Regions from separate parts of the Gossypium hirsutum genome. Here region 1 is linked to region 2. A link is a contact called in public Hi-C data. All regions are on one chromosome and are shown on one strand. Each heading gives the region's core, a stretch centred on a gene start, on an enhancer-like site or on the middle of the called end of the contact. The rest is flanking DNA. Distances are from core to core; before and after follow the strand shown. Region 1 holds the start of LOC107945363 (LOB domain-containing protein 38). Region 2 has its middle 15 kb from the start of LOC107942417.

The links. A called contact is a pair of places that touch in the nucleus more often than the background predicts.
Region 1: a Hi-C map of leaf shows a contact between it and region 2, with 1.6 times the contacts expected there. The contact joins the promoter of LOC107945363 here to the enhancer-like site in region 2. A contact is called at or near these places in 2 of 34 Hi-C or Micro-C datasets (leaf and petal).

The regions. Positions count from the first base shown.
Region 1 is chrD12:29,439,166-29,446,690 of Gossypium_hirsutum_v2.1, reverse strand. It overlaps LOC107945363 (LOB domain-containing protein 38), which reads right to left and starts at 1,612. Exons shown (of 2, transcript XM_016879337.2): 1 at 1,181-1,612; 2 at 260-1,094. The coding sequence starts at 1,364. The coding sequence ends at 580. It overlaps LOC121224717 (small nucleolar RNA R71), which reads right to left and starts at 4,964; the gene lies at 4,859-4,964.
Region 2 is chrD12:29,287,255-29,294,320 of Gossypium_hirsutum_v2.1, reverse strand. No RefSeq gene overlaps it. Among protein-coding and RNA genes, the nearest start is that of LOC107942417, 15 kb to the right of the region's middle. Within about 2 kb of position 2,245, at least 2 of the 9 cell types and tissues checked have an H3K27ac peak or open chromatin away from gene starts, as enhancers often do. A contact at or near this core is called in leaf, where this site is marked.

The DNA.
Region 1 (7,525 bases), core at 363-2,862, 150 kb before region 2:
AATTACATATTCTCCTGGTTGGTTGAATACATGGGTCATGATTCTAGTTAGAAATACAGTAATATCATAGTTAGAATGTGGATTATGATGTTTTAAGAATTCTTGCATGCCATAAAAGCACCTAGCAACTTTTTTCCAAACATTTAAATTCATAGTTGTTAGATGATTTATCTAAATTTCACTTTCCAAGCCAAACAAAACTAAATTCTAAAATGCATCACAGGATAATTTAAAAAAAAAAAAACTGTACCCATCATCATGAATTGGGAAATGTTTCAATAATTTTGATTTATTCATTTCATACATTCAATATTAAACATAAAGAAGAAAGATACAAAGTAGTAAAAAAGAAGATGATTTTAAAGATTACCGACCAACTTTCATTTTTCTCCTCCTTTTAACAGTTTCAATACTGTAAAGCAAAAAATAAGAGAGAGAATTCCAGTGCCGGTAATTTACAAAAACTCACCGGAAAATTATTTTCCGAGAAAACCCATCATCAGAAGTACATCAGAAAACGTGGTAGTGAAGTAGAATATTACAGTCAGACTTTTTCTCTTTTTTAAAATAATTTTCTCTTCAAACAAACAAGTTTAATAACTTAATTCTATCTGTTTCTCCACCTTGTTGTTGTTGATCTGCAAACCCCCTTTCAAAACACGTCGTCGTAACAGATTCCTCCGAGTTCAATGACGGAGTCCCCGGTCGTCTGTTATCCGGAAGCCGGTTGCCTGTGGAGCTTGGAGTCAAGCAAAGATCTAGATCGGACGGCTGAAATTTACTGAATTCTTCAACTTTTATGCGCTTAGGTGAAACCTTAGATCTTGAAGTGGAAAACCGACAGGTTGAATTAAATTTTGTTTCTGTTTCTTGCAACTTCAACATGCACGCAATCTTAGTAGCTTCCGATTTTTCACCGGATGCTGGTGAGGGAGCCATAAGTTCAGGCACCGCCCGTACAGTTCCTTCTCGTAAGACAGTTTCAACTGCCGCTTGGCAAACATGCCAGTTCCCTGTCCATAAAAGTCCGACAGCTCCGTTCACTGGATTCACTGTTCTACCACAAGCTTCGAACAACAGTGATTGGAACAAAGCTGATCGAAAGTTTCATACAAAAAAAATCAAACCAAAACTCAGAAATATATGACAGAGAAAAGGAAAGTTGAGCGCGGATATATACCAGAACGTTGAGATTCTGGAACGGCAGAGATGAAGGACATGAGCCCCGCACGGCCAAAGAACTTGGCGACGAAAATAGTGGCATGGCCTTGCGCTTCAGGGCTGTCGATCCATTGCAGACAAGGTCGTAAAATACATGACTCGCTGCATCCTTTTCGTAAGACGCGGCACCCGTTGCAACTCATGACTCAACAACACCAACAATCACTGCTCTTCCCTCCCTTATGCCAAAAGTTTCCCAGGGTTGACCGTTGGTTTACAAGAAACAGAAAAGAAAATTATACATATAATATATATAAGGGAAATGGAACTGGCAGTGTAGGGGAAGAGAGGGAGAACTGAGAAGGGAAATTAAGGGTGGGAAGGGAAAGCCTTTGGAGGGTTTTAAAGGCAACAAAAAGGGTTGAAATCAAACTCAAGGGTAAGGAGGGTTGAGTTAACTTGGTTTAGGGATTACATCATATTTATAATTTTTTTAATATTTAAATCTGAATTCGCACACTAATTATTCACCTTAATTAATATCGCCAGAATAAATGATTATAAAAGTTTTACATTGGATATTCAAAGTCCATGGTTAAAGTCTTGACATATTCCTCGTTCAGTTTATGATACACCAATATATATAAATATATGAATATTATTAGAATTGAATTTATATATAAATAAAAAGAGAAGTTGGCTGCATACAAAAAGCTTAGTCCGCATTGCAAGCCTTAGGTGGGTTTATAGGGGAAAGTGCGGTGAAGTGTTTGTTGGGATGAGGGGAAATGCGGTGACGGAGGTTAGATTCCAAAGTCTTGGGCGGAAACGGCTCCTTGTTTCCGCGGATGGTCGTCTCTTTAACATTAAAACAATTATATATTCTTTTTCATTTTAATAAAAGGTTACCGTTCTTAGTTATTACGTCATTAAAAATAAATATACAAGGTCTGTTTTAATAGAAGAGTTATTTTTAAGGGTAAATTACATCATTAGACACTAAATTCTAAGTAAATTTTCATTTTAGATTTTTAATTAAAAAAATTACATTTTGGTCATTGAACTATTCAAAATTTTTATTTAAGTTATTGGGCTGATAAAATCGATACTGTATGACTTTCTCTTTTTGCACTATATGGATAAATTGAAAGCTCTCTTTCCCCTTCTTTTATACAATTAGTTTTTTTAAACAACTTTAAACGTAAAAAATCTACAAACCACAGTTCAGACAAGTTTTTTCTTCGATCTCATGTATTAACCGTCAGATTGACTTGGACCTAAGGTATGCTCTTATACTCATTGATTAGTATTGATTCACTGTACTGATTGTCGAATCATCACTTGGAGCTCATTGGTGGAACCTTTTCTTTTTAAAAAGACTTAATAGGCCAGTGACTTAAATAAAAACTTTTGAATAATTTAATAACTTAAATAAAAAACTTTCAAATAGTTTCGTGACCAAATTGTAACTTTTTTTAGTTAAGTAACCAAAACGAGAACTTACCCATAAATTAATGACTAATGGTGTAATTTACTTTTTTTTTAATATACTTAAATTTTTTTAGTTACAATATACATGAAATAAAATATTCAATTTAGTATATTAATCGACCGAATACAATTATTGGTGATCTTTCGTTTTATTTATTTATTTAGTTTCCGTCTTCTTATGATTTTTTTTATAATAAAAAAAGAAGTTGAAATAAAGTAGCCTTGCATCAAGGCAAGGGTATTTTAAATAATGGAAGTGGTTTGATTTTTATAGGGGGTGAATGGAGATTGATGATGGTATGGCAAGGCCATGGAATGCACATGTTCTTGGGGTCGATGGGAGGGGTTATATTGTAAGGCTAGTGGGATATAGTATTTTTATAGATTTAATCATTGATGGTTTTGAGTGACATTACGAAACACAACCATACCTAGAGGTGTAGTTAATAAGTGTTTTTTTTAGAAGGAAGTTCACTAGAATCTATTATCAACACATCATATGTATAATTAAAAAAAAGAATTATATATGTAGATTGAGATCTATTTTGATTGATTATTGTAATTTTTTTAGATTGAATGAGTGAAATTTTGTTTAGATCAAATTATTTTTTTAAATAAACAAAAAAAATACATTAATCATAATTTTATTCTAAAATCCAACTCAACCATTCCTTTTATTATTATGAGTTACAATTTTTATTAAAATAACTATAATAAGATGTTGTCTCCTACAATAAAGATAATTTTTTTAAATTTCATCCAAAAAGTGTCCCAAGTTCTTAACAAGAAGTAATCTATTATAGCCAACAAATGTTGGTGTTGCTTTGCATTGGTATGTATCCTAGTGAAGGGTGTGTGGTTAAGTTAGTTAAAGACGTAAGAAGCTCGAGATCGATATCAACTTTGATATTCAGAATTAAGTTTTACTTTTAAAGTTTAACTTCAATTTAAAATAAAAATTAAATTGGTCTTACTTGTTTTATAAAATTTATTTATTTGATGAATTGAGCTATGGTTTTAGTTGAAATTAAAATTTTCCGATATTAATTAAACTCAAGAGTTATTTAAGTTAAACATTAAAATATTCCATAGTTTTAGACTATTAAAACAAAATTATTTCGAAAATACAAAATTTAAATAGCTTATGAGCCAACATATTTCCTTTTTAACATATTTAGTTTAAACTCCTCACAACTAATTCATGTAATTAACTTGGAATTCCCTATAATATTTGTTATACCCTTAAATTTTGGATTTGCCTTGGTCTCTTTTTATGCATTTGTAGAGGCAGTGTTCCAGCCCCCTAAAAAGTTGCTATTTAGGTTATTTAATTTTTTAAAAATTTTAAATTAATAAAGATAAAACTGTATTTTGATCTCTTAAAATAATTTAATCCTTTAATAGTTATAAAGATATAAATTATTTAAAATTAAAATTTTATTATGATTTCTAAAAAAAATTTTTGATACATGCCGCAAGTCATGATCGCAAGAAATGCCTGCATCCAAATAAAAGTATAATTTTCTGGATTTGAATTTAAGGTGAAAATAGTAAATACCAGTAATATATAAAAGACAATTCCTGATCCTACCCCTTTTTTATTATAAAAAATAAAATTAAAAAGCATGATTACTATGTCCAAGTGATAATTAATAACCTTATCTTTCCATTATTGTTTTTAGTTTTTGGGTCCGGCAAAAATTATTTATTATTATATAATTATTAAATTTTTAGTTTTTCCGAGGTATCCGTTGAGTACACTGAATTATTATGAAATTAAGAGAATTCGTAATAAAAGTTAGAGAGAAGAGTAGACAAAAATAAAAGGATAATTCAAATTATACATATAATCTATTTATAGAGATTCAATCACCATAACTTACAAATGCATAAATAAGAAAATTAAGACACACCATAAAATATTTTAAGGCTTACAAGAGAGTATAAATTCTTAGTCAAATGCATAAATAAGAAAATTAAGACACACCATAAAATATTTTAAGGCTTACAAGAGAGTATAAATTCTTAGGAGTTTTAGAGAATTGTATGGAGGTCCATTTATCAATAATTTTACAATATTTTCCCATTTTTATATGTGACAATGTAGTCGATTGGGTAAACTCACTAGAGTCGGGTTCCATCACCACATGGAATGATCTAGCGAAAAAATTTCTTTAAATTTTTTTCCTAATAAGTAGAACCATTCAACTTCGGTGAGAAATCACCAATTTTAAACAATACGAAGATGAGTCCCTATACGAGGCATGAGAACGTTTCAAGACTATGCTAAAGAAGTGCCCACACCATGGACTGCATGTGTAGCTTCAAATCCAAATATTCTATAACGGTGTTGACAGACACATTAAGTCTAGCTTAAATTGGAACACCCCAAACTCGACCCAGTCGTTATGGCCGAATTCAAAAAGCTACATTGGCCACCAGAATGACCCAAAAAAAAATTCTTCATTTCAAATGTACTTATTTTATTTTATTTTAAACCATTCGCGCAGTTCGTTCAAAACTAGTAAAATCGAATGTTTAACTTTATTTTCAATACCATTTCAAAACCATTTGTCCACAAAAAATTGGCCGAAATAAACTTTAGGAATTTTGAAAAATAATGTTTTAAAACTATTGGCTTATCAATTTAAAACAAATGAAATAAAACGTTTATTTTAATTTCATAAAAATTATACAGATTTCAGGAATCGAAATAAATAATATCTCAATTGTAAACATTAAATCATTTATTCAAAACTATTTCGAATTTTCAATCATACTTCTAAATCATTTGTATTTTTATTCAAAATTGGAGACCTTGGTTATTCGTCATTATTTCGGAAATAATAAACATATTAACTTCATAAATCAAATGCATTTAGAAAACTCATTTGGAAACATTAATAATTTTGAAAACTAAGTCTAATTTTATTAAAAACTCATTTTTCAAAAATACAATGGAAAAATGTGTTATTGATAGATTCTATTTTAAAAATAGAGTTTCAAGAGAAATCTTATCAAATACTAATTTATGTAGTTTTTAAAACTTAATGTCACGCAAGCAATTTATGCAAATTAGAATGAAAATTCCCCAAAATAAAGTTTCATGCCACAGTCCATACTCAAACTTATTACAAACCCAAAATATCAACATATCGAAATAAAATTTAATTACTTTAATTTAAAAAGACTTCTGAGAAACTCCTCCAAATGTCGTCATCGAATCCTAACCTCGGGGTTATATGTAAAATCAGAAAACTAAAGGGAGGTGAGTTATAAAACTCAGTGTGAGATTAACATAAACACAGTCACATACATATAAACATATACATTATATAATCATTATAATCATAATAATCATATCAATTTCATATAACTCAATATTTCACACTTATACTATGCATGATCATGTCAATGCACATTTCGTAAAATGATATAGATTTTATGAAAACAATCCTACCCATCTCCACTACACACCAAAATCGAGTTCCCTAGAACTCGTCCATTCAACACACCAAATTGTGAACAATGTCACCAAAATTGCAGATAAACTGCCAATAATCAATATCGTGGGCAAGCCACCAAAATCACAGATATACTGCCACATAATCAAAATCCTGAGCAATGTCACATGCTTCCACCTTTCACATATCCCACCCCATGCATGTGATATGACCAAATTCATTTTTTCACTTAAAAATCATTTTTCATTTTGGCATGTGAGACATGCTCATTATATCACTTTTCACTTAAAATAACATAAACGCTTAATGTGCAAATCACATATGTACAAATGGTACCAAATTTCACATTTTACTAATCATGCGAAAATCAAACATGCCATAAGATCACATAACATGAGAATGAGATTTTCATATCGTTAATAATCAATAAATCACACATCATACATATCACCAAAATCAATGGTTTTGAATCACTTACTTGACATAGTCCATAACGATGGGTTTTATCTCTCTTAATGGATACATAAAGTATCCTCATCAAACATAATTTAAATAATTATTTTAAAAATATAAAACATAGGTTTATTTTTGTTTAATGTTAAAACCCACACCTGATCTAAGCAACTCCAATGCAAAAAACTCCTTCTAACGCCTACTTCCAGATTTAGTTAGATCCATCTCGGATCTAAACACAAAACAAATAATCCATCATTAAATCGTCACTTAAGTTATCCTTTTAAATAAAAAATGGATTAATCTTGATTTCCAATACCACACTTACGCTAATACGTCTAGAATTAGAGATGTGATTCACTTCCCAAAAGTCAAAGGGGTTCCAAGTTGTTAGCAATCAACCTTTCACACAAGATCAATATACGAGATGTTAATATCGAAGAAAAATGATGTCTAACACTAATAATACATTCGGATATTAATAAAATATGAGGAAGAAGTGATGATTTAGTACCCAATATCATCCCATACTTACGTTATTCCTTAACCAAATCTTTGCTGAACCAATCGATCAAGAGGAGAGAAAGGATAAATCGAAGAAATAATTGATAAAAAAGGATCTTTTTAGGATAAAAGCAATAAAATTCCAGCAAGAATTCATCAAAACTAAAAATATAGAGATTAAAGTGGAAGTGGCAAGTTTTGAGAAGAGAAAAGAAAAAGTAGGAAAAATGGTGGTCATAGTGATGGTCCTACGGTGGTACGACGGTGGTCCTACGGTTGTTTGGCGGTGGTGAGGTAGTGGTGCGGCGGTGGTGTGATTAACTAATAGTGGTGGAAGGTGGAATAGAACTGGAGAAAAAGAGGTGCAATGGTGGCTTAAAGAAGAAGAAAATGGAAGAGAAGATAGGAGCAATGGAGGAATTAGTCAAAAAAAAAGAGACACCAAAATGAGA
Region 2 (7,066 bases), core at 996-3,495:
TTAAAATTACATACAAACTACGACTCTTACGAATTAATAGAGATTTTAAAATAGGTGGTATAATTGACTCAAATGCAAAATATCCTCCTCCTCCTCCTCCTTGTTCTTTCTTAATACTAAAATTAAAAGCATCTATATTCTTATTTAAATTTGTAACTGAATTGGTGTCATGATTTAACTCGATATTTACTCAGTTATGAAATTTATTAAAAACCCATATTTTAAACAATTAATATATACTATTATAAGATATTTCTATATCTTCATATATTAATATAAAAATTAATAAAATTAATTTTAAAATAAAAAAAAATGCAAGCACTAAGATTTAAACTTCAAACATCAAAAAATCACAAACTGATGGAATTTTTAGTATACCATCAGCTTGTTTCTCAAAAGAATCACAAACACATTCAACCATTAAAAATTTCGTCACAATTGGTTAACTGGTTGTTACTCAATTTTTTCACCAAAATTTGAAATGAAGTTACTCAATATTAGTTTTAAGTTATTTTTATTTTTTAGAGTTTAAAGTTAAAATTTTAGAGTTTAGGATTTTAAATTTAAGATGGAAAGTTTAGAATTTTAATTTTAATTTTTTTCAAATATATTATTTGATTATTCAAGTAATGAGTTTGAAAGATAATATATATGATATTTTATTGTTGTGGTTTTTAATAAAAGTATTATGGAAGTATTTGTATTAGGAGTTATATTATATTTTGCTCCCTCTACTCAAAAATGATAAATTAATTCCTGTACATTTGAAAGAAAAAAATTAAAATTAATCTTTCTGTTAAATTCACCATTAAAATTAGTCTTTCTATTAAATTATATGTATCTTTTTAATCAAGTTGCTATAATTAATTTCTTATATTACACGTACAATAGTGACCTTACATAATAACTTTTTTATATTAATTTTTCAATTTTAATAATTATTTATAATTTCTTATAACTCTTAATCATCTCTAAGTAATTTTCTATAGTTTTATACGAATTTTTATAATCATTTAATATTTATTTAAGCAATCACTCTAAAATAAACTTAAATAAATAATTGTCTAGATTTATTTGAATCTAAACAATCATTTATCCATGCTCATTTTAGATGTTGTTTTAATTACTTTTAATTATTTTATAATATTTTATATTTTCTAAATAATTTTTTATAACTTTTAAATTATTTAAAAAGTCACGTTCAAGATGAATCTTTGTCCTAATTCATCCTCTATATGATTTTTTAAATAATTATTATAAACTTTTATTTATTTTTAAGATTTTAAATTTTTTTAAGTATTTGTTATCTCAGCATTTTTCACGTCAACATAAGGTATATGTGGTACACCATGTATCATTGCTTAGTTACTCCATCAGTTTTGTTTTCACTTAAAAGTAAAAATGAATGAAAATTTTGACAGAAGACCAATTTTCTCTTTAATATAAATATAGATGGATTAATTTTGAAATAAAATCCAAATAATCATTTAACAATATAAATTGGATGAAAGTTTTGACAAAAGGTCAAATTGCCATTTTTCTAGCATACAAAGGGGTAATTTATTTATTTATTTAGTAAAAATGACAAAATGCAATCTGAATCTTTGTTTAAGGGCATCCATAGTACTTTTACCTCTTTTTTCTTAAAGAATGCTCCTCTCTAAAAGGTTGATTATTTTGGTATTAACAAATATTTAATTTAGATTATAGTAAAAATAATTAAAAATGGTAGTTAATATTATCATCATATATGAAATAAATTTTAAATATTTTTAAGTAATTAATATAAAATTTATATATTTTTAAGCAATTAATATGTTAAATTATGAGAGTACAAATTTATAATTTTAAACTTAAATGAATATTTATAAAAGCCAAAAGCTGAATTGGGTTGGTGTTTTTTTTTTTTGGACAAAGTAAAATTTGACTGTTCAGCATTAGGATGAGAAACTATTTTTCTTTTTCACATCCATAAGAATAATAAACAAGACCTAAATTTTTGAGTGAAAAGGTATATTTTTATCCCAATTCAACGGTGTCCAAATCATGCCGATATTCAAGTTTAAATATTTATCCAGACGAGAAAAAGAAAATTTGGTAATAAAATGGTGTGAACAAAAATGAACCGTTCATTAAGGAATGTGGAGAAGGTGGAGCTTTTAATTTGATTCAACATCGTACAATTGACGTAACCATCCATTAGCCGAAATACAAATTGAATTTTGTAGAAAAACGATGGCGATACAATTAGCTGACAGCGGGCAGGGGCTGATGATGATCACCATTTTTGCTTAGAAATAACCCAACAGCTGTCCATCATTTTCCTTTCGAATAGAAACACAGGTAATCCAAGTCGCCTTCTTAAATGGCCCCACAAATCCGAATCTTTGAGATATTGCCTGCATTCTTCCCATGGGTGACTTGCTGCTTCTTATAGTCGGGAAAAGGGTCGCTTTCTTCTGCTTTATTTGGCGGATGGACCCACCAAGTCTCCCTCCATCTACTTCTTCATCTTAAAATTATTGGATGGTGTTTAGATCGACCATTTGTTATTTTTCAGATCCATATTTTAACTGATTTTTAGTCTAATTAATTTATTCATTCGATTCAAATAATATCGATTTAAACTTTAATCGAATTGAATTTTAACCATCAGATTTCTTTACTCAAACTTAGTTTAGATAGAATAAATAACCTGACGAAAGAATAAATAACACTCTTAAATAACTTTTTAAGTAATAATAAATTATTAATTAGATTTAATGTTTGTTTATTGAATATGTTGTGATTTTCTTTGTAATGTGAACATTTCTCTTTCATGAAGGCAATCCAAGCCGAACTTTGTCTGCAAATTCCAAAGGGATAAGCGCTGATCCTTCCCTTTCCTTGGGTATCAGGCCAAATCAAGGGGAATTTGAAACCAGCTGCTTTTGACATTTTCTTTTCTGCAGATTAGCCAATGATTGTATAAAAGATTGTAACATTTCAAAGATTACAATGCCAGCATTTCTTCTTATATCATTTTATTGGTATTACTGAAATGGAAAGATGAATTTGGTTTTGGCCGGTTATCTGAAACAATTATAATATTTCATTTGTATAAACTTATAGAACTGGAACTTATCCTATTTTGTTAGGTATGATCCAAACACTATTAAATTATGGTTAAGTAACCTAATCTATTATTGAATCTCATTCAAAAAATTAACTAATTTCAAATAAAAAGTTGTTAAGTTTCTTTTTGTAGTTTTTTTTTAAGGTGTTTGGTTTAAGAAATTTCATATTTTTGAAGTAATGTAAGATTCTAGAATGAATTACCTTTTTTAAATCTTAAAGAATATTTTGAATCAATAATATTATATTTTTTAATAGTACCAAAATTATGAAATATAGGTGTAATTTTATTATCACCTCTTCCTTATGTAAGATAATGTTATTGTAGTCGATTGAATCTTAGATTGATTGGCACAGGTATTATTGCTAATGCAAGAGAACGTGGGTTAGAGTGTGCTGAAACGCATTATTCTCCTATTTTTGGGTTAAGAAGGGGCTATGGGTAATTCTAAGCATAATGTCAAAAAGTGCAGATATAATTAAAACGAATAATGAGATTATTAAAAAAAAATTCTTACATAATGCTATTTTTTAATCAATTTTACCTGTAAACATTTTACCCGTAATCATAGGTTTACCCGTAATCAATTTTACATAATGAGATTATATAATTAAAATATGCTATTTTTTTTTTCAATTTTGTTATCATTTTATCCGTGATCATAGGTTTATCCTTGCAATCTAATTACTTTTATTATTGATCCCCTTAATTAATATATTCAATATAATTATTTTTAAGTTAGGATTTGAATTTAAGTATTTGTAATTCATTACCACCTTTTCTAATGTTTTAAGAATAAGACTATGGTTGAATCGACTAGACCATCATTCTTGATTCAACTAATTTAAAATTAAAAATTTAAAAAAATCATAAACATCAATAATAATTTAGAGAAATCATTAAAATAATGAGAAAATTAATAAATATATATAAATGATAATAGAAATATAAATTTTCATTTTAGGCTAAAGAGGCATATAAGCCCTATAATTTGGCGAAAAGATTAATTAAGCCCCTCCGTGAAAAACACACTCAATCAAGCTCTCAAAGTCACAAATTACACCAATTAAGCCCCGTGGCAATCATTTTCTGCTTATGACCATTACAGTGCTGACGTGGCCGGTTATAACATTGATGTGGCGCTTCATGTCATCGATAGTTGTTGGCGTTGCAGTACCAAGTCAGCCACCACATCAACAAAACTAAAAAAAAAATCATTTTTTAAAAAGAATAATAAAAAGAAATTAAAAGAAATATTTTTTTATGTTTGACTGGAATATTTAATATTTTTTAAAAACATTATTAAAATTTATAAATGTATTAAGTAAAATTTAAAATGTTCAAAAATAAAAAATTAATAAAAACCATTTAAAAGTTAAATCTAAAATGAATGAGGACATATGGTTGTCTGGATTCACTATGAATTTGGACAATCATGTGTCTAAATTCATTAAAAATGATTTTTCTAAATTATATAGAGTTTAAAAGTATTAAAAATTATTTTCCTTTAAAATATGATATCTATCAATTTTAAAATTTTATTGGTACCTTTTAGTATATATAAAAAAATAAAAAAAATATTTTTTTCAAACTTTTTATGAGGGCATATGCTCATGACAAATCCATCTCATGTTTATATTGATCTTGATCATGTGCTTTGATCCATCTCATATCAGTATATGGATTGTCAGCTTCATGACAAATGACATGTAAAATTGACTTAATTTTTTTTCTTTATTTAATTGATGAATTTATTTCCAATAACGAAAATTCTTGGCACGGGTTAAATTTCCCTTCTTTTCTTATTGAAAAACAAATTTATTTATATTTATTCATTTTCCAAAATATATATTTTTATTTTTTATATATCCAAAAAGGTAACAATAGAATTAAAAAGTTATACACAAAATCATATTTTTAAATAAAAATATTTTTTAATATTTTTAAACTTTATATAATATAAAAAATCGTTTTTAATGAGTTTGGCCATATGATTGTTCAAATCCATTGCGAATTTAACTAACTTTTTTTATATAATATAAAAAAAATCATTTTATATATGATCTGTTGCTGACCTAGAGCACCACGTCATGCTGTAACAGTTAAAGATTGAAACGTTGGTCAAAGTGCTTAATTGATGCGATTTGAGATTTCGAAGGCTTAATTGAACATGTTTTTTTTTTGCAGAGGGGCTTAATTGATTTTTTTCACCAAAGTTCAGGGGCATATATATCCCTTTAGCCTTCATTTTATAAATCAATTAATTTAGATATGGTACAACAATTTTTTACCAATTCAACTAATTTTTTTTATATTTGACACATGGTGTTTCACCTTATTAAGGAATGAGCTGGAGTAGCAGTTAAGCAGAATGAACTGTTTCAGCAGTTAGGTTGTTAGTAAGTTATTGAGTTAGTTGATTCAGATTGTTACTCATCTTCTTTGTTAAAGCTTACTATAGTTTTAGGTTCTTTTTATTCATGTTGGACTTAGTGAAGAAATCATTCTTTCTCTTTGATATTCTCTCTTATTTGATTCTTTGAAGTTCATGTGTTCTTTCTCTATCTGTTAATATTTCAACTTTCTCTATCTGTTATTATTTTGGTAGGATTACGAGTGGAGTATGAGTCATTTCGCGTAGTGGCCTTAGTTACGAATTGTAACAACCCATTTTCAGTGAAATCAGAACAATAGTTTCGGGACCACAAATCTATTGAGAAAATACTTATTTTGTTATGACTTTAATATCTATAGTATGTTAGTAAGGTCGTACAAAAATTTCATTAAGAAATTTTAACATTTGCATGATTAATTATGTGAAAAGGACTAAATCGTAAAAGATGCAAAAGTAAAGTTCTAGTAGCTAAAGGTATCAAATAGCTTTGAAACTGTAAAATAAATGGACTTAGATGGTAAATAGACCACCTATATAGTTAGTGGACATCATGGATTGGTTTTATTGAAATTATTAAAGTTTTTAAAGGTTATTTTGGTAAATAGATAAATTAAGGTTAAAAATTAAACAAAACAAAATTTCTTTATTCATTCATATTCTCCACTGATTTTCTAAGGGAAGCACACCATTTTTAGTGCCTTTTCATTCGGCTACATCTCATTGCTTGCATGGTACGATTTTAGATCCCGTTTTTATTGATTTTTATGTTTTTGAAGTCGTTGTAGCTTAATCTAGTTAGCCCAGGGACTAATTTGCAAAGCTGTTAAAGGTTTCAGGTTTTTCCATGAACATGTTAGTATGGTTTTTGAATTTTAATAAATTATTATGAGTCTTTGTTTTTAAATAAACAAGTTTTGTAAAGTGATATTTGATGAAATTATCATTTAGGAACTTATTTGTAAAAGTAGTAAAATACCATGATAAATTTGCAAAATGATGGTTTATATGGGTTGATATGGGTCCTTAAAGAATTTGGCCAACATGAATTAGGGATGAACATGCTTAGATTTTAAATTATGAGCTTAAGGACTAAATTGTGAAAAGTTAAAATGTTAAGGGAAAAACTGTAATTATGCATAAATGTGAATTATAGTTTGAATTGAATGTTGAGATTGATTGAAATACTTAATTGAATATAATTATTTATTTAGATCAAGATAAGTCTCAACTGGATCTAAATCGAGGAAAGGCAAAAATCATAGATTAGCTCGATCGCATTTCTACGCTATAGTTGTCAAAGTGAGTTCATATTATTTCAATATATAAATGAATTTATACTTGTATGTTTTTACATTATAGTTATGTAATTAAATGCTCATAGTTAATTATTCCCTGAATTGCACATATGTGCCCCTGTTTACACTCCAGTAACTCTGGATCGAGTAAAATAAGAGTTGTATTTCAATTGTTGTTAAGTAATGATATGCTACGTTCTTACTAAGCTCTATAAGCTTATTTGTTTTTGGTGGATTATTTTGTAGATCGTTGTTGTTGAC